Regions from separate parts of the Anser cygnoides genome. Here region 1 is linked to region 2. The links are chromatin contacts, called in public Hi-C maps. All regions are on one chromosome and are shown on one strand. The core of a region is the stretch at or near the end of the contact, and the rest is flanking DNA. Distances in the headings are between cores, read along the strand shown. Region 1 holds the start of STON2 (stonin 2). Region 2 holds the start of CEP128 (centrosomal protein 128).

Region 1 (6,291 bases), core at 896-3,395, 200 kb before region 2:
TACGGGCTGAGGCGCATACATGAATATGCCTGTGAAGTTGGACTCTTTGTGACACAGTAGTAACAGGTATGTGGAGCATGAATTTACTTAGTCATGGAAACAGGTCCACGTGGGTTTAAAAAAAAAAAATCTGGATGTGCTTCAGTACACTGCTGAATTGGGCCTCTGTGGGGGTGTCACTAAGGGTTGCATCACTCTCCAGAGATCGCGCTGGCATTTCCTCACTTCATTCAATACAATGAAATATATCTCACTTTATGAACTGATGTAATTCAATTAAATCTGCATTGAAATTTGCTTGGGAATCATTGTTTTGCATTGGACTGAATTGGAATAAAATAGGGTAGTTAAGAGTTTTCCAAAGTGTAATGGATTATTAAGTATCCTCTTCATAATGAAATATTAATATTTAAATTTAAAATTGTCTGCCAAGTTGAAAGAACAAAAAATCAGGTGATGTGTATATTTAAAACAAATGGGATTAGGGGTGATTCTAGTCTTTACGTGCTTGATATCTATGTTGCTGGAGGGAAGAAATGTGGTTCAAGGCTTTACCAAACCTGGACAGTACTGGCAGACATGGAGTCCCTTGGACTCTGTTATTAGTCAGGATCTCTCCCACATCAGTGGAGCAGAGGTCAGTGACATTGTTCTAGCTCTTGGGTTTATTAAAGATGAGAAATGTAGAGGGGAGCTGCTAATCCATAGTACTTCTGTTTCATAAATGACTTATGAGGAGAGACAGAGACAGCAGCTGTACCTGGGCAGAGCCATCCTCTGTCCTTGCTGTAAAGTAGTCAGTCACTATATTTACATGTGTGAATGACTACAGCTGCTATCCGAAGTCCACCTTTCTTTTCCTATCCACCTTTCTTGATTATCTTTGGGAAACAAACACTTCATGCTGCTGGGTAGGACTGTGCAGGGTCTGCAGCCACGGTTCGAAAGTGTCCAAGCTGTGTGTTTTCCCCTGCCCAGCTCAAGCTGGCACTCCTGTCAGCCCGCTAGCCAGATCGTGTCCCGCACCTGCCCCATGGCGAGGCCCTTGCTTTGGGTGGTGGGGTGTAACGCACACCTTCAGGCCTTGCTGAAAGCCCTTTCAAGACAAATGCAAGATAGGGCAAACCAGATATGCTCAACAGCCAAGCATGCTGTGGTCACCCTAATGGCGTGAGCCTGTTGGTCTTGTCATCTGAGCATTTCCCAGTGTTCTACAGGAGTGCTTCACTGCCTTCCTCCCTAGGTGATCTCTTGTAAAACTTGTGTGATTTGTGTTTTCAGTCGCTCTCTGATGTTAATTACTGCTGTTAAACACTGCCATCATGCAGCTGTTAAGGTTATTAACATTTATCAGCTTGCATGCTTCAGTTTTCTAGGAAGCTCTCTGATGCTACCTCCTCAGCTCCCAGAAGTAATTGCCTAAACCTGCTAAGGGCTGGGTTCAGCTGCATCCCTGCTGGGGGGTGGGTGGTACCCCGGTCCTTTTCCTTAACTTGCCTTTCTTTAACAGTCTTGAAGTAAGTAGATTAAAAATGAAAGCCTCCATACAGCCTTTTGCATATGCACATTGGAATCTGGAATCTTTAAAGACAGAAATAAAGTGAATACTTTAGATTTGTATCATTAGGCCTGTAGTACTACACCTCAACACTTAAAAAAAAAAAATCTGTTTCATAGGCATTGCAATTTTATTAATCCTGACAAATGCAGGAGCTGGGGATGACAGCTGAGCTGTGAAATCTACCCATCTAATGCTATAAGCCTTGAGGCACCTATTACTCTGTAGAAATTGGTATAAAAAATCGTGGCTAGGGCCGGTTGTAAACAAGTGCTGACATATTCAAGCATTCCTGTTGAACGCCCCGAAACAGACCGCTTTTATATTCTTATTATATATTCCTAAAGTGCTGTTCCCTCTGTATTATTTACGTTCACAGGGGCGTTAGGGGGGGGCTGCCCTCGGGCGGGAGCCTTCGCTGCCGGTGGCTGGGGACACGGAGCCGAGCCCCGCCGCCGTCCCGTCCCCTGACGCCGCCCGGTCCCCCGCGGCCGGGCCCCTCAGCGCCCTCCCGCCGCCCCGGGGGCGGGCCGGGCCCTCACCGCCCAATGCGGCGCCACCGCCCCCTCCCCGCGCCGCCGGGGAGCGCCCAATGGCGGCGGCCCCGCGCTGCCGACGCCGGGCCCGGGGCGGGCCGGGGGCCGCCGCCGCCGCTTGCGCCGGCCGAGCCGAGCGGAGCCCGGCGGAGCCCAGCCCGGCCTCACGGCGGCGGCGTGTCCCCGGAGAGCGGCCCCGCGCAGGTAGGGGGAGGCCGGGGGGGGGGGGGGGCGCGGGCCCGCTCCGCCCTCACCGCGGGGCGAGCGCCGGGCTCCCGGCTGTCAGCCCCTGCCCCGGGGCTGCGGGGGGCGGGCGGGCAGCCCCCGGCCCTCCAGGGCAGCGGCGGGGTCCCGCCGTGCTCAGCCGGGCTGCCCTCCGACCGGCGTCCTCATGGCGGGGTGCTGCGATGGAAAGCAGCGCTGCCGCTCCTCTCCTGCGGGCTGCCTCCGGTACCCTGTGTGAACGGCAGGGTGGGGAGGCACGGGCAGCAGGTTTCCGCGCGGTGCCGTTTCGTGCTGAAATGCAGCCCCTGCGCTCCTCGCTTCCCTGAGCGAAATGCCCCTTCTGCTCGCTGCCCCCGCTGCGCTCCCTTGGTTTCTGTTAATAATTTCGTTGACTGCTTTGCTGTCATCAGGCTCAGCTTTTGTCCCGTGGTACGATCTTTTTGCGTGTGTGACCGTAGCTTTTCAAAGAGAAGCAAATGAAGAAATAACGCCGGGCAGCTTGACGAGGTCAGGTGATGCTTCACAGCTCGCTTCTTCCAGGGCTTGCTTGGGCTTTCTGATGGCAGTTATCCTTAGAATAAGTTCACGGTACTGGTTTGAGGGCATCTTTAGTTTTTTCAAGGAAAAATTTGGCGAACATCAGCATTTCTGTACCCGTGAATCATCTGTGAATCATTCTTGTCTTCTGCAAAATTGTGTTTTGTAAACTTACTAGTTTGGGCAAGTAAATTGCAAACCATGGGATGCTTGCAAAATGCTTACATGCACCAACTGTTGTGTGTGACTCTGGTTTCTTTTTTTTTTTCTTTCTCTGCCTAGCTGAGTGAAATTTACCTTGTGTAATATGCACATGAGCTCTGGACTTTGCCTTAATATTTTCCAGTTAAACAAATTTGTTAGTGGATCAGGTTTGTGTTACCACCAATAAGACCAGTTACCCCCTTCTGCAGTGGGTTCTATTATGTGGGATTATGCAATCCACGTTATTTTCTTAAACACTTAGCTTCCAAATAGCTAGCTTATCTCTTCTCTAAAAGTTTCAGGCTTGATTATAACCTAAAGTGGTATTTGTTATGAATTACATTTGATCTGTGATAATCATGACTTTGTCAGCTAGCAATCTTTGTGGTTTTCTGTAAAACGTTAGTTATTTCGTGATAACTCCTCTGGAGATCTCCAGTACAAAGCAAATCAAAGAGCTAATGCATCATTTTGCCTACATATAGGAACGCAGCTGGCAAATGTAATGATCGCTGCTCTTCTTATGCTTGCAGCTTTTAAGTTAGTTCTAAAATATGAAAGCCATCAAGAACATGACCTTTAAACTTTCCGAGAAGAGAAATGGCAAATTTCTTTTCTCTCCCACATTGCACCGTGTCTCAGTTCACACTAGCTGCAGCCTCTTATGGTTCACACCCTTAGTTATCATTAGGAACTTGCCAGCACATCTTGGTCTTTAACTGCAGATTTCTCCTTCGTGTGAGTTCCTTGGATCCCTAATTGTATCGGTGGCATAATTACTGTTCTGTTGTGCGGCTGGTTTAGGTAAAAGTCCAAGGGATGTGATGTGCAAAAGTGACAGCTGCATCTCAGTAGTGCCCAGTTTTCACTCTGGAGCCCTTGTTTGTGCTACCTTGCCAGCTACCCTGTTAAGAAGTAGCAGCTGGTACGGTTCCCTGGTTGAGAAACCCAGACTGTGTGTGGGTTAAAACCATATTGTGAGTGGGCTAAACACATCGTGTTTAGAGTCCTTAATTTTCAGCTATCTCAAGTCTGGCATCAGCAAACGAGGCTGAGAAATAGTATCGATGTATGTTAGAAATCTCACAAGCTGTTCTGCTCTACCAGGCTTCTGTTGCCCCTCTTGCAGAAGCGATGACTTTTCCAGTCAGCAAGGGGTTGCCGAGGTGGCATTCGCTAAAGGACCACAGCTCGTAGATTCCCTGGCTCTGGAGCTCTGCTCCTGCTTCCTCTTGCAGCCTTTAACCCGTGTATTGCGCTGAGGCTTTGTGCAAAGCAGGCATCACGGTCTCCGCCAGAAGACGACGAACAGAGTAAATGAATTTTAAACTGTTGAAAAGCCCTATGCCTAAAGGCAGGCTGTGAAAGTAAAGCCTTCAGCATCACTCTGAAGCTTTTCAACAATGTTAGCTTTCTCTTTGAAAATGGAAAAGCTTAAATAAAAAGAGAAGAAGAAAGCATCATCATCAAAGAAGGTATCCACACCTATAAAGATTCACGTGGTGGCAGCAATCTTCTAACCCAATCTTGCCAAGTTGAAGAGCTGGGTATGTCTGAGCCAACTGCTTAGGATTGCTCTGCTGTCAGCTAGGAAAGGAGAGCCTTTAGAAGGAGCTTCTCAGGGATTTTTTTCTGAAATGCTAGTTGTATTATTTTAAACAAAGAAATCCATAAGGTACTCAATGGCAAAACCAGATGTATTTTGTCCTCTGATTTCTTAATATGTTTTCTTGGTTGCATAACCATGCTGGATAGTATCTTAAAGGACAGCGAGTTCTGCTAATGGATGTAATAACTTTACAGCCATTTAACCTCAAGAAAGGAATGTATGTCTTTGTATGCAGTGGGTACAAGCACATGTTGTCTTCAGCAGTATGGCTGTAACTGTGACCTGGTGAATTTGAATCCTAGGAAACACAGCTACAAGTGTTACAGCTCATACATCTGGATGTTTGTCAAGAGGGGGATTTAGACTTTGCTCCTCTTAGATGGTGAAAGTTTTGCCAGAATCTCAACCAGGGCCAGAATTTCGTCTGAAGGGAGCAATCTTATCTATAGACACCCAGGTGGGGTTTACAAATCCCTATTTACTTATGCTATCAATTTTCACTGTTCATCTTCTAAATGTACAAATAAAGTGAGCAGAGTGGAAGATCCTATCACTTTCAAAACTTCAGGGTGTAAAATTTCATAGACTGAGATTGGACAGGAAAAAAAAAGAGAAAGTGCCATCCCTTTCTGAAAAACTACGGATGCATCTACATTAATGCATTGGTTACAACAGGAGCACGCTTTCGAAATGAATGTCCCGATAATCCACGCTTAACTGCACTTCACTTTGCATCTCAGAGTACATCAACTGATTTTGCTTTGGCTGAAACGAAGCCAGAAGATGTATTACTCCAGGCGCTCATTTAATGTACTCCAAGTGCTAATGCAAACTCAATCCACAGGATCAGACTGGAGATAATTTGAAGTAAAAGCCTCTAAGAAGTAATGTGAAAGCTGTCCCTTAATGCTAAGTATTTCACCCTACAGCTCTGCTCCTATTGATAAGGTTAATGTAAGCTTTGGATATATCATCTTGAACAGCTTGTTTGCACTTTTTTATTTATTTAACATAATCCTTGATGTATATTTACACAAAAATATGAGGGAAAAACATCAAAGCATAATGGTTTTAAAAAAGTAAGAGATGAAATTAACGTGTGTGTCCCTTGGAAAGCAATACAAACAAATAGTGCTTTATTAATAGAATATACTTTTATAGAAAGTAGGTTACTGAGATGTGTAGGTTTCTTAAAATCAGTTCTATACAGCTGTTGAAAGGGAGCTATAAATTAAAGAGCTTTTGTCCTCACCTGTCCCCAAATCCTTCTTACGTGCTTTTCTGACACTAAGTATTTCCTAAAATGTTGAAAAACATGCTGAAGTTGTGTATTGGTACAACGTTATTTTTGGCTGAGCTTCAGGTGCCCTAATGTAGGCGTGCAAAAGACATGCAAGCCTAAGTTAGTAGCCTTAGGCTTTCTGGAGGGGGATTCATCTTGTTCTAAAATAGATCAGACGAAGGGTACTCTGGGGGTGTCATCTTCCTTGTGTTAACTATAAACAGAGCATCAGATGACTCTTAGATGTCTAACTCTGGGTGTCCGGAGTTGAATGAAATGTGATTCATCTCCGTTTGTTAAGGTAACCAAACTAAATGTCTCAGCACAATCCCTTTGGCTT
Region 2 (6,816 bases), core at 3,670-6,169:
GGGGAGGTGCATCCCCTCTTTAATGACAGCACTGCTGGGGTGATTTGTTGCAACCTCTTGTGTGCACTCTTGCAAACACCTCTTCCTCACTTATATTCTGATTTCAGCATTACTTTTTATGTACTTTTTGTGAACTAAGCAAAAGAATAATAGTTTTATTGGGGGACAGATAAGTAGCCCCAAGATTTGAGTCATTTCAGTAGGTTTTCATAAACCCAACCACACTCATTCATTTGGTGTACTAAAGATATCCTTATGCTACTTGTCTTTACTAACAAGCTACTCTATTAGCTACTCCATAGTAATAGTGCTTCAGGCTCTTTAACTAGAAGATGGCTAAATTGTTTCATTCTCTTTCACTGAGGGCAAAGTAATTTGAATTACATTTTATTTAGTGGGAAGAAAAGCATATACACAGATATCGATATTAGAAACTTTGTTATATCAGCTGCTCGGTGGCAGCCACAGAAGTCCAGAAAGTGTTAATGGAAGGAATAAATATCTCCCTAGCTATTACTAACAGATCCAAAATGGCAACTATTAAAGGCTGCAGACCAAAGAAATGGCAAAGCTGACACTGAAGTTGTAGATGTTCTAAGTAGATTTCAAAAGGAGTAAGAACCATAATGTGTTTTCTGGACTTGAACCTGAATGACAGAAGCACTGGATTCCTCTAATTCAAGGCCTGATAACCTTGAAGGAAACAGGACAAAACTTCATCCTTGGGAGAGCTCCAAGTCTGGGTGTGTTGCCTCCTGGGCTTTGAGACCTGGCTTGCATGTTCAGAACTGGGACCACTGTAAGAGTTTGGGGAGAAAAAGGGCTGTTGCTAACTGCATTGTGTTTCCATGGGCACTTGCTTAGCTCTCAGAAAAGTTATGTTCTGAGCAAGATGACACTGTTTACATTGCGGTTTCTCACATAGGTCGAAATGTATAAGGACCTTGCCAGCTAGGAGTCTGCAACCAGAATTTATTTCATTCTCTCAGGGCTCTCCTCTGGCCAACCTCCCCCACCCCATTGCCAGACACCCTCTGCACAGGACCCAGGGCTCCATGCCAGCCTAGGCCTGGACACCTGAACTTGGCAGGAACTATATAAAGGTTGAACCAGGCCTGACTCCTGCAGCTCTTGCTGCTGGCTGTTTTCCCTGGGTGTGCTTGGGACCTATACAGAAGGTCGCATTGTCTCTGATCTTCTCTCTGGTCCTTTCTGCTGGATGGAACATCAGTCCAGCGATGCCACACCAGGCCAGTCTCCAGACCCCAACATCCTAGCCTCGGGCCTCAGTGAGCCCGGCCTGATAGCGGACTGATGTCCCAGCTTGGCCTCTGCCAGCCCTCATCCCCAGGGAGGTGCCCAGTGCCTGGGGCTGCGGCTGCTCTCAGCTGCCCTGCTCCTGGCTGGCACGATGGTATGGGCCCTACCTGTTGGTCCTTGCCCTGCACACCTTGGCAGCCATGCTTTAGCTTCCCCATGATGCCTCCTGTCTCTTCTGTTCAACATTTTGCTTAACAGGCTGGTGAATGGCAGAGCAAAAAGTACAGTTGTAAAGCTACCTATAACCCCAGGCTAGTGAGGTGTGTGAAGTCTAGATCAGATTTTAGAATGACTTTGGTAGCTTAACAGGTTCTAATCCAGAAGAGAAAAGTGCAGGTAACTACATGCAAGAAGACTCCTCCTGCCTGGCAGAAAAGTGGGAATATCATTCAATTATTCCACTTTACTTTGAATTTATAGTTATTTGGAATACTTTATCTGGGTTTGTGCACTAATTGCCGAGGCAAATGTAAAAATACTGAGGATTATTCAGAGGGTAGTAAATAAGGAAAATAGGATTACGAACATAACCTGCATTGAAGGAATTATGGAAGAGTTTCGTTTAGCATAGGCAATACTTCAAATATTTTAGAAGGTAGAAAAGAACAATGATCAGTAGTTTTCATTTCTGAAAAGTGACATTTAACAGCTCAGATTGACTGGCAACTTGCCATACCATGTAGATTATTAATAAATGTTCCTTTCTTTTATGCTTAAAGATCATAGCATATTAAAAGTATCACCCACATTTGTACATACACAGCTATGTATACATCCTAAGAACAGACATTCAAAATCCCGTATGCCTTGAGTAGAACAAAATGATGTGGTTTTAAGCAATGGATATTGCTTATGCTCCAGTCCTAATGAACAAATAATACAGAAATCAGCTGTAAAACTGCAGATTGCAATCGTTTTCCTGGTGCTTACCTTCCACCCCCCCCAGTACCTATTATGTTAACCATGGCAAAAGTTGGTAAGTATATTTTTCCACTGTTACAGACACTCCCTCTAGTGACAGCCATGGTCACTCATCGTGTACTTATCCCAAGCACTGTAAGGCTCAGAATTCCTTTTGTTTTTGGAGGTAATTTAAAAAAAAATAACATTACTCTTTGCTGCCAGATCTGATATAGTATCTTGGGTATCTTTGCACTGATTATATGTTTAACATGCAAATCAGATAAACCACAACAGGTTCTTCCAAACAAGCAATTAGTTCTAATTGCTGTTCTACATAAATTCCCCAAGGGATTACAAGATGTCAACAGTTAAATCTTGTAATATCTGTGTGAGGAAGTGTTCAAACTGAGGATCATTCAGTAAAGAGTGAAATAAAGACTTGGGATTTTTTTTTTTTTTTTAATCAACAAATTTAGCCATTCTAGACATTTCTAAGGTATGCTAGATACTACCTTTTTCTATTTCGATATTTGGAATAATTTCTGTCAAAAAAAATACATTAGAGATGCTGCTTTGATGTAGCATTAGTCATCAGTCCAACTGTTTGACTAGCTACATGAAGGAGTGTTTTCTGGGTTCTTGAAGATTCTCATCGTATAACCAATTTATCTCCAACTTCAAGAACACACAGTAATAGAATTTTGTCATTATGGGACTTAAGGAACTCTTGTGCTTCTCCTTTTGCTTTATTTCACACACACGCACACACACAAAAAAGCCATGAAAAAGCTGTAAAAAAAAAACTACTCAGTTGACTGAAGACTAAATACTCCTTTACCCTCCCTTCAGATAGTGATACAGATTGATAAGATTCCCCTTGAGACTTCTGTTCTGGAGTTACCTCTGGAGCTGAATACTCCTAGTTGTCTCAGCCTGTCAGTAGGTCCCCCAGCACATCCCATTTGGGCCAAGGACTTACATCTGTCAAGTATGCTTTATCTGATCTTTTTCCACCAAAGATAAGTCTTCCTTTCTCCAGACTTCCTCCTGGTTTTCTTGCTCCAGATTTTCCCCCTGGTTTCTGAGGCCTTGGATTCCCAATGGCTAGTCTTGGTTTGTAATAATCTTCCCTTTTATTAAAAATGGATGCTCATTCTTAAGTTTCTGAGTCAAGGGGTACAACAACATTAAACAAGCAGCACTAGCCTTAAGGAGAAAAAGAAAATGCTGGCCTCTCTAAAAGCAACACTGTCAAGTGACTCTTGCAACTCAGTGCTTTAGATAACAGAGTGCTGGGATTTATATTTTTGATTTCATATAACATGAAAGTGTTCTGCACTTGAAAAGTTAAACTTCTTTAGAAACATGCCTGGTACAGTAGCTTAATAATGTAGTTAAATCATTGATTTCTCACACATACCCTAAATTGAAGAGAAATTCTGTGGCAATCCTATGCACTTAGATTTAATATCTTTATTACAAAAGTAAACAAATAATTCATCATTTTATTTGTCTCCTCTATAGATATCTTAAAATTAGTTCCTGGCTCCAGCCACATCCAGGGCACACTCCTTACCACTTCAACCACTCTGTGATTGCCTGAGAGACTACTGAGTCAGGAAAATAAATATGCATATGGATGACTTCTGGGAGACTATGGAGGAGCAAGCCCACTGCCAGGTACAAAGGTGGGAGGAGAGGAAAGCTTTCAGAGAGCTTGGGAAGTTTTAGGGCATGTTCCCCAGAGACCTCCATATGCAGCCTCATGAGATGAGATGAGGTGAGATGAGATGAGTTGAGATGAGATGAGTTGAGATGAGATGAGATGAGATGAGACGAGACGAGACGAGACGAGACGAGACGAGACGAGACGAGACGAGATGAGATGAGATGAGAAGCAGAAGCTCTGACTCTTGCCCTGTATTTAGGTCTGCCAGCACAACTTGACCACGCTGCAGGTTGCTGAGCAAAGGCCTTGGCAATGGTCACGTGCTGAAAGCCAGGGATGACATTTCTTCACTAATTATTCACTAATGCTTCAGCTCACAGTGAAATGAGTTATACCATCCCATTTCTGTTTTATATTCCAGAGTAACTCACCTGCCTTCATCTCAGGTATCAAAGTTACAGCAGCAGGGGCCAGCAGCAATTGTCAGGGCTGTTGGTGGATGCTGCCAGCGTGTGGGGCCTGTCTCACTCCTCAAGTGTGCTGTAATTGTATAGCATGCAGTCCTGCCTGCTGCATTAGAGGCTTGTGGGGGAGTCAACAAACAGTCCTGCAGGTCAGGAATGAAGCTAGCCGGTATGGATATCAGCCACACTTTATGACTGTGCTTAGAGGCCTGGGATAGCTCACTGGAGTGGATTCCAAAGGCAGCACGGACACACGTTGGTTTAAAATCAGATTGCAGGTACCTTGGGCTTGAGTGCTTGCTTATAGGTGACTTGCAGACAAATTTCAAGACTTTAGGACTGTTGCAAGCTCCATCCAAGTTTCAGAGCCACAGTCAATGTTTCCTGTGATCATTCAAAGCACTTTTTCTCTCTTTAAAGATTTTTAGCACAGTAATTTGTAGCATTTTGCTCCTTTTTACTGCACACACGGGTAGTAGATACAACATTTATGACCAGGGAGATGTCTGGCTTAAAGAAGCAAGTCAGAAAAAGCTGTGGGAGAGGGACAGAGGTATCATCCTTGTCACAAACGTGTGCTGTTTGAGGTGGATCAGCCAGGCGTCAGTCTCCTCACGCCCGTGGCGTGTGGCACGTACACCCGCTTTGACAGGGCAACAGTTTTTGTTTCGGCTCTTCTTGTTTATTTAACTATCATGTTTGGCAAACGTCAATGTTTGTAAACGTTAACGTGCATTTTGTAAAAGCTTTTACAAGCTTTTATAAACACCACTCCGTGCCCGCGAAGGGGCCCAGTCCAACCTCCCCGACCTCTGAAGTGCCAACGGCCGGCGGGCAGGGCGGGGCCGGCCTTCAGTCACCACCCCTGCGCCGCCCGCCGCTCGGCTCGGCCGGCCGCGCCGCAAAGTCTCTTGGGAGCTGAAGTCCTCCGCTATGCCTCCCCCATGGCCGACAGGCGGCTGGAGGACTACACGTCCCATGGAGCCTTGCGGGAGAGCCCGGGCTCCCGGAAGACGGCCGCGGCCGCCGGTGGCAAGGCGGCTAGTTCAAGTTGCCATAGCGGCGAGGTAAGGGGAGGGGAGGGGGGTGCTGCGGGGCGGGGGCCGCGTGCCTGGGGAGGGGGCGGCTGCGCGGCGGAGAGGGCGGGGGGGCTGCGCCGGGTGGGGGGGGATAAAGGGAAAGGGAGGGAGGCTGTGGGGGTCCCTCGGGGCTGGGGTGGGCTGTAGGGTTAGGGTTAGGTGGGCGCACGGCGGGGGGAGGCTGGCACGGCGCGTTACCTGGGCGAGTGGTGTGGAGGGGTCGCCCTCCGTGCCCGGGTGTGGGTCGGGCAGGGGCCGTGCCTGGAGGGTAGGATGCAGCGGTGGTCCCTGCAAGCACGGCGGGGGGGATGTGGCCGTCTTGCGTGACCTGCCTGTCGCCTGCAAGCTGCTCGCGGCTCGAGCAGAAGCGCTGAAGGGAAGGGACTGTCCTGTTGTCCCTTTCTGCTGTGGCCATAAAGGTTTTTGTGTCAAGCTCAGCCTTAGCTGTAAGGCTCCAAACGCGGCTTTAGCCACAGTTACCTAGCGATGGATTAGCGTATGTGGAGATAAACAAATAAAACCCCTTGAGAAGTAATGAGGTTGTGTGTACCGAGTTCATCTTTTGCTCGCTTGAGCTGGAGCGGTTGCTGTGGAGACTGTCAGCTGCCTTCGTGCTTGCTCTTATCAGGAAAGTCCCCACAAAACTGAAACGCCGGTGTTCCAACAGGATTTGATGTTTTCCTTAGTGCGAGAGATGTCTAGGTAGACTAAAAATAACAATAAAAAACAAGAAAGCAACCAATAATTCTCACTGTCAGGTAGGCTGTATGGTTGTGTGCTGAAATCAGTTTAGGTGTTTAGAAAGAGTGATAATACTTTCTTTTTGGTTTAAGTTAATACAGCAAAAATCCATGCAGAATATTTGTACAGATTTCTTCTTCTGTATGGTTTTATTCTTTATCGAAAATGAAACTTCTGCAGTTCCTTTTAAAATGAGGATGTTGCTTTTTTTGAAGTGAGACTTCTCCAACTTAAAAGTTGCCTACAGTTCCTCTTAGGTTGCTCGCAGGAACAAAGAGGAATGCTGCTTAACCGTAAATGGAAAGTTTTCTGCAAGTGTCCTTGTGTATAGCATTTCTTCTGTTTCCTTCACTCACTAGCCTTTCTTCGGTACTTTGACCAGTACCTTAATGAGCTATTTTTGGTCAGCTGAAAACAAACATTGATCTCTTCTGCTGTAAATCTTCATTTTCCTTTTCTTTTTTTTCCTACAGTGTCATAGCTTTTCTGTGCATCTCTTATGATTGAGATACTTCTCAGAATTATGTTTTGAGCATATCAGTCAACTATTGTTTTTCATTGTCTTTTTATCAGTGCCTATCTCTCCTCTGACATGAGTTGCCATATTCATCTCCATAGAGGTACATGTAGCGTTGTGTTC

What was found. Hi-C and Micro-C count contacts between places; a contact is called where the count stands out from the background.
Region 1: a contact with region 2 is called in a Hi-C map of liver, with 2.8 times the contacts expected there. The contact joins the promoter of STON2 here to the promoter of CEP128 in region 2. A contact is called at or near these places in 2 of 7 Hi-C or Micro-C datasets (granulosa cells and liver).

What each region holds. Positions count from the first base shown.
Region 1 is chr5:45,553,541-45,559,831 of Taihu_goose_T2T_genome, reverse strand. It overlaps STON2 (stonin 2), which reads left to right and starts at 2,145. Exons shown (of 7, transcript XM_066998168.1): 1 at 2,145-2,298.
Region 2 is chr5:45,353,652-45,360,467 of Taihu_goose_T2T_genome, reverse strand. CEP128 (centrosomal protein 128) reads left to right here and starts at 4,919. Exons shown (of 23, transcript XM_048059734.2): 1 at 4,919-5,423. The coding sequence starts at 5,301.